Regions from separate parts of the Zea mays genome. Here region 2 is linked to region 1. Evidence: chromatin contacts called from public Hi-C data. All regions are on one chromosome and are shown on one strand. Each heading gives the region's core, a stretch centred on a gene start, on an enhancer-like site or on the middle of the called end of the contact. The rest is flanking DNA. Distances are from core to core; before and after follow the strand shown. Region 1 holds the start of LOC100272358 (oligosaccharide transferase1). Region 2 has its middle 86 kb from the start of LOC100272358.

What was found. A called contact is a pair of places that touch in the nucleus more often than the background predicts.
Region 2: a Hi-C map of tassel shows a contact between it and region 1, with 2.6 times the contacts expected there. The contact joins the enhancer-like site here to the promoter of LOC100272358 in region 1. A contact is called at or near these places in 3 of 25 Hi-C or Micro-C datasets (endosperm, leaf and tassel).

The regions. Positions count from the first base shown.
Region 1 is chr7:19,617,658-19,620,781 of Zm-B73-REFERENCE-NAM-5.0, reverse strand. It overlaps LOC100272358 (oligosaccharide transferase1), which reads left to right and starts at 1,625. Exons shown (of 4, transcript NM_001317394.1): 1 at 1,625-1,881. The coding sequence starts at 1,817.
Region 2 is chr7:19,703,451-19,706,574 of Zm-B73-REFERENCE-NAM-5.0, reverse strand. No RefSeq gene overlaps it. Among protein-coding and RNA genes, the nearest start is that of LOC100272358, 86 kb to the right of the region's middle. Within about 2 kb of position 1,579, at least 14 of the 20 cell types and tissues checked have an H3K27ac peak or open chromatin away from gene starts, as enhancers often do. A contact at or near this core is called in leaf and tassel, where this site is marked.

The sequences.
Region 1 (3,124 bases), core at 376-2,875:
AAACTATAACTTCATCATCCTTCGACTCTAGAATTACTTTGTCCCCAGCAAATCTTATCAGTCCATCGTCATTCTTCCCAAAATACCCAAGCTTCTTCATTAAAACTAGGTCTTCTACTTTACAGTAGATTTTTCAAATTCAACATGACTAGGCTTGCTTGAACTCAAGATATCATCGTCTTCCTCATCATCACTACCAGCTTCGGCATCAACATTTTTAGCTTCAACACTAACACTGTCTTTCTCTGGAAAAGATCCTTCTCCCTCTTGAACAACTAATCCAGAACGCCTCATAACCTCCGAAATTGGAGATGTCTCAGTGGTTTTGGTCTCTCCACCCTCATTTGTCAGTCTAGCAGTAGACCTAATACTAGCCATTTGACTTCTTAAGACGAAGATAACATTCGATTGTGTTGATGCTTGTTCGAAGACCAATTAACGAATTCACAGAGCACAGACAACTTCAGCTTCAGTAAAAAATTTTCAGCAGCACAACAATGCAATAACAATGAATGCTGTAATAACTTCTTACCAACCAATCTGTTTTTATAGCCCTGCAGGTGAAGAAGGCGTACCGCCACGCCACTCATACTGACTGATCGGTGGACCAACGTAGGCCGTAACTATTTCATTAGTTTTTAACAAGCTCAGAGAAGGTGTTTTTGGACCTTCGGCATTCAGAAGCCTTCGTGTGTTTCGCGGATCGAGTTCGTTATGATAAAACGACCTAGCACCGCAAAGGGGCTACTGTTGGGGGTCTCCTTCTCTGCCGAAGGTCCTCAGGATGAAGAAACCGTTTGTAATTCACTTTGACAAAGATACGTCAAAGGAACTGAGTGCCGAAGCCGTGACAGACACGCAGGAAATACAACGAAGCTTCGTCAATAATTAAAGTTTCGGTTTAAAGATGATCACAAATGTCATACATGAAATCAAGCTAGCAATGAAAAGACTTGTTTATCCTTGATATTTGTATTAGATAAATGTATAGATATCTGAGTCATAATTGTACTTTTGTTTAGGTTGCGTTCTATGTCTATAAAAAGATGAACAGTACATCCGTACTGTTCACGTTTTTTGGAAGGATGTACTCGCATTCTCTCCTTCGAGCAAGCCGAAGATACAAATGTAATATACAACTTGTATCATTTATTAACATACAACACAAATCTTGACATTATTTTGACATAAAATATGAAATGAATGCTTGTTATAATATTACATTGTAATATTATTCGTATGAAAAATGAAGAATCTCTGAAAGACGATAATGCTTCGAAGGACGAAAGTCTTTAACGTTTAATATTTATGTTTTCTTGTTTTTCATTTACAGCAATCGAAAACAAATAACCAATAAGATCAGAACTGGCTACATGAATAGGCGCATGACTTCAGTATGGGAAAGGATCAGAACGAGTTCAAGGAACCGGATAAACTATTATGGCCTGATACTCAAAAATTAAATTGAAGAGTACGCCTTTCCTGCACGACAACAAGGGTGATTATTTATTAGAAGCTGACAGAGAGTTCGCGGAAAATAATAAATAAAATATTGACAGTAAATAAAATAAAATAAAAATATGTATATAAAATATTTGAGGGGAAGCGGGGTCATCCGGTCATATCCTGCCTTGAGTGTTCGTGCAACGCTGCCCCTGCCGCGTCGTCTTCTGGACCGCTTCTCCACTCCGCCCAGCTCGCAGTCGCAGCTCGCTCAAAGCAGCACAGCAGCAAGCAGAAGGAAGAAAAAGAGCAGCGAGAGCCGAGAAGAGAAGCGCGCCGCCGCTCGAGCTCATCCCGCCGCCGGACACACCGCATGGCCATGAGGCACAGGGCGCGGTCCTCCCCCACCTCCCCGCTCACCCCGTCCTCCAGCGCAAGGTAACCCCGCCGGCGCCGCCTCATTGCCTTGTCCCCCTTTCTACCTGGTGGTACTGGCTTCCGAGATTCGCGGTCTCGCGGGTCCCCTTGGCCGGTTTCATCTCTACCGCCAGTTCTCCTTCCTGTGGATTTGTTGGTACGGCTGCTCGCTGCTAGGTGCTAGCTAGGGTGCCGGAATCTCGCGCCTGGTTCCTGGCTGATTCCTTCGGCGCAAGCGCAAAGGAAGGAGTCTTTTGGGCGCTCTGGCTTGTTCTGATTTTGTTCTTGATGCTGCTTTAGATACGCTGCCAGTTTACAGGAGCCGAGCTTCCCGGCGTTTAGATTTTTTGTTTAAAGTTCTTTTAAATAAAAGGAAGAAAAGCTCATTTGGCCCTGCATTTGCAAGCAGTTGCTATGCTTCCTCAGGCCCTTTGGTCGTACACTCAACAGCGCAAGAAGATTAGTGAGCGCAGCAGAACGCTTGCGTAACTGCAAAAAAAAAAGTTCGACGCGCCTGCTGTATTCCTCCAGATTCTCGATTCGGCTAGGAACTGAAAAGCTGTACGGGACAAGGAACTTGGTGCTGGTCTCGAACTAGAAACCGAGAAGATGTACGAGATAAGGACGGCAGGGATGCGTCACTCATGCGTGTGAAGCGTGAACTTCCACTTAGCTTTTCGTTCAGGATAACCGTCACCGAGATCCCGACGCTCTCTGCGTCCATTGACCGCCGTGGCCCCCATGGGCCATGGAAGATGGTGATCTCGTCACCAAGCGCTTGTTGCTCGTGCAACCGGCGTTGACGTTCCCGCCGCCCCCCACTTTCTCGGTGGGCACTGGGCAGGGGGGGCAAGGAAAGCGAGGTAGCAGAAGCTGCTGGCGCGATTTCTTTTTAGTATGTGTGAGCTGCACTCAGGCAGGATTTGAGATTACGTTGTACCTTTTAGAATTCGTTTTCTAGCACGCTGTTTTTGTTGAGTGGATTGTGGTTTGTGGACACCCACTTGGCCACTGTCTTCTGAATGAGAGGCGAGTGGGGTCTTTTATTCCCGCTGCTCTTTTTTTTTCCACGGGGAACAGGAGACATTTCTCTTTGGTTGGTTTGGGAATGTCAAGGATCTCGATGCTCAAGCAATCAAGCTTCTTCATTCCTCGAAAAAGTCGTGATCTTTGTGCTATCTTTTTCCTTCTCTCCGGAAGGGGTAGTAGGGAATCTCTACTAGTAGTAGTAGTAGTAGTTGATTTATTGTAGATAATGGCACAA
Region 2 (3,124 bases), core at 330-2,829, 86 kb before region 1:
AATAGAGCGTATGACACGGTGATTTGTTTTACCGAGGTTCGGTTCCAATGAACCTAGTCCCCGTTGAGGTGGTCACAAAGACCGGGTCTCTTTCAACCCTTTCCCTCTCTTAAACGGTCACCTAGACCGTGTGAGCTTTCTCCTTAATCAAAACGGGTCACTTAGACCCCTCACAAGGACCACCACAACTTGGTGTCTCTTGCTTTGATTACAAGTGTCTTGAGAACAAGAATGGGGAAGAAGAAAGCGATCCAAGAATAAGAGCTCAAAGAACACGAGCAAAACTCTCTCTCTAGTCACTAGGTGATTGGGGTGTATTTGGGACTTGGAGAGGCTTTGATTCTTTTGAATTGTGTCTTGTATTGATTGCACTAGCTCTTGTATTGAATGAGATGTCTGAAAAACTTGGATGCTTGAAGTGGTGGTGGTTGGGGGTATTTATAGCCCCAACCACCAAACCAACCGTTGGGGAGGCTGTCTGTCAATGGGCGCACCGGACAGTCCGGTGCGCCAGCCACGTCACCCAACCGTTAGGGTTCTGACGGTTTCGACCGTTGGAGCTCTGACTTCTTGGGGGCACCGGACAGTCTAGTGCCGCACCGGACAGGCACTGTTCACTGTCCGGTGCGCCTTCTGGCACTGCTCTGACTCTGTGCGAACTGTTTGCGCACTGTTCACTTTGCAGGCGACCGTTGGAGTTGACCGTTGCGCTCGCTAGCTGTTGCTCCGGTGGCACACCAGACAGTCCGGTGAATTATAGCGGAGCGAATTTCCAGAAACTCGAAGGTGAAGAGTTTGAGTCGATCGCCCCTGGTGCACCGGACAGTGTCCGGTGGCACACCGGACAGTCCGATGCGCCAGACTAGGGTTCTCTTTGGTTTCTTTTGTTCCTTTCTTTTGAACCCTAACTTGTATCTTTTTATTGGTTTGTGTTGAACCTTTAGCACCTGTAGAATATATAATCTAGAGCAAACTAGTTAGTCCAATTATTTGTGTTGGGCATTTCAACCACCAAAATCATTTAGGAAAAGGTTTAACCCTACTTCCCTTTCACTTATTACTCTTAGTGATCGGCATCACCTAGACGGCTCGATGGCAATTGGAGTTCGGTGATCACCCTGGAAGATTTGTTGGTGACCCGACTGGACGGTTGTACGAGGTCGTGAGGGATCCACGACGCCGGAGAGGCAAAGGATCATCTCATAGTGAGCACTTGGTTCTTGCGAGGACCAAGGGGAGCGATACCCTTGCGCGGGTAGGGATGAAAACGGTTTTGGAATTTTTCGGAATTCCAAAAACGGTTTCTGATTTTTTTCGATCGGAATTATCGGTATCGGTATTTCTTAGAATCGGAATCGGTCATCGGAATTTTAGATCGGAATCAGTATCGAAATCGATATAGCCCTTTACCGACCGTTTTCTTCAGTTACCATTTTAGGTTGGAATTTACCGAATTCAAAATTCAGAATTTACCAAAACTATTAACTAGCTCAGCCCAAGTTCTAAATTCATAACTCATGGGCTCATGGTCCAGTAGGCAGCAGCCCACCACGGGCAACCTATCGACCGTCGCACATCCCACCAACAACAACAACAGTCATCGCCCTCGCCCAGGCACAGGCACACAGCCGCCACTGCTCAGCTCTCCATGTCGTGCCCTCCGAATTCCCAAATCCTATGGCGGTGGCGCCTTTGCCCCCAACCCCGCGAGGTCGTGAGTCCGTGACTCATCTTCCTCCTCTTTGCCGGGCTGCACGTGGAGTGGAGATCCACCAGACCACACATGATCGCATTGCCCCCAATCCAGTATGTAATCTGTAACCCTAGCTTTGCTTACCGGGCTGCGGCACCCACTACCGGACGGACGGGCGCACGCACTGCTGGGCTGCAACACCCAATGCACGGACGCACGCACCAGCACCACGCACTGCATCCACATCCACAGATTGGCCGGTAAGTAATCCACGCCAGTAAGTAATCCCATCTTCAAATAGTTGGCCTCCATGCACGGCATCCACATCCACAGCTCGGTCGCACAACCTCCACGCACGGCCTCCACAGCTCGGCCTCCACGCACAACGCTCCCTCCCCTCGGCAGCTCCACCTCGGCCTCCACGCACGGTAGAAACTGTGAAGGTGTGATCTACTCTAATGTCGCAATTTTTATTCAATGTCACAATTTTTATTTGCAGGTAGAAACTGTGATCTGCTCTAATGGCTAGTGAAGGCGAAGCTTCACCTCCACGAAAGCATATGTTGTTGGAGTTGCCTAGTGAACATCAAAGTCAGAACTTGACATCCTCACCTCATGCAAATACAAGTCAACATTTTGGTGTGTCCGCATCATCGTCAACACCTGCTGCAACATCTCATGAACAAGGTGCAAATCCAGAAGAAGGAATTAATTAGGATGAGGATGATTCTTCAAAGTTGAAGCAAGCAAAGAAGTCCACTTCAAATGTTTGGCAGTATTTTAAGAAGTATGAGGTTGTCGTAGAGGAGAATGGTAAATCTGTGAAGCAAGTTTGGGCCAAATGCAAGTATTCTGGTTGCAAAAACAAGACTAGCAAAGCTAGGGTTAAAAATAGTAGAGGAACAACTGCATTTTGGTCTCATTTGAAAAATTATCATACGATTGTGAAGGGGCAACAATAGCTCAAGGCAGAAAAGGATCATGGCACAGATATATGCATTGTCCAGCCATATAAATATGATGAATAAACCAGTTTGAGAAAGTTTTATACAGCTATTATCATGCATGAGTATCCATTTAACATTGTTGAGCATAGACACTTTGTGGAATTCATTAAATCATTGAAGCCTACCTTTCCTATGAAGTCATGTGTCACTATTAGAAAAGAAATAATGGAACTCTACTTGCATGAAAAGGATGTGTTGTGTAAGTATTTCAAAACCCTCAATTGTCGCATGAGTGCTACTATGGACATGTGGACATCAAACCAGAATAAAGGCTACATGTGTGTCACGGTACATTGGGTAGATGATGATTGGGAAATACAGAAGAGAATTATCAATTTCCTCCATGTTCCGAGTCGGCATAGTGGTGAGAATATGTCTCTTATCCTCAGTTCATGCCTATTGAAATGGTTTATAGAGAAGAAAA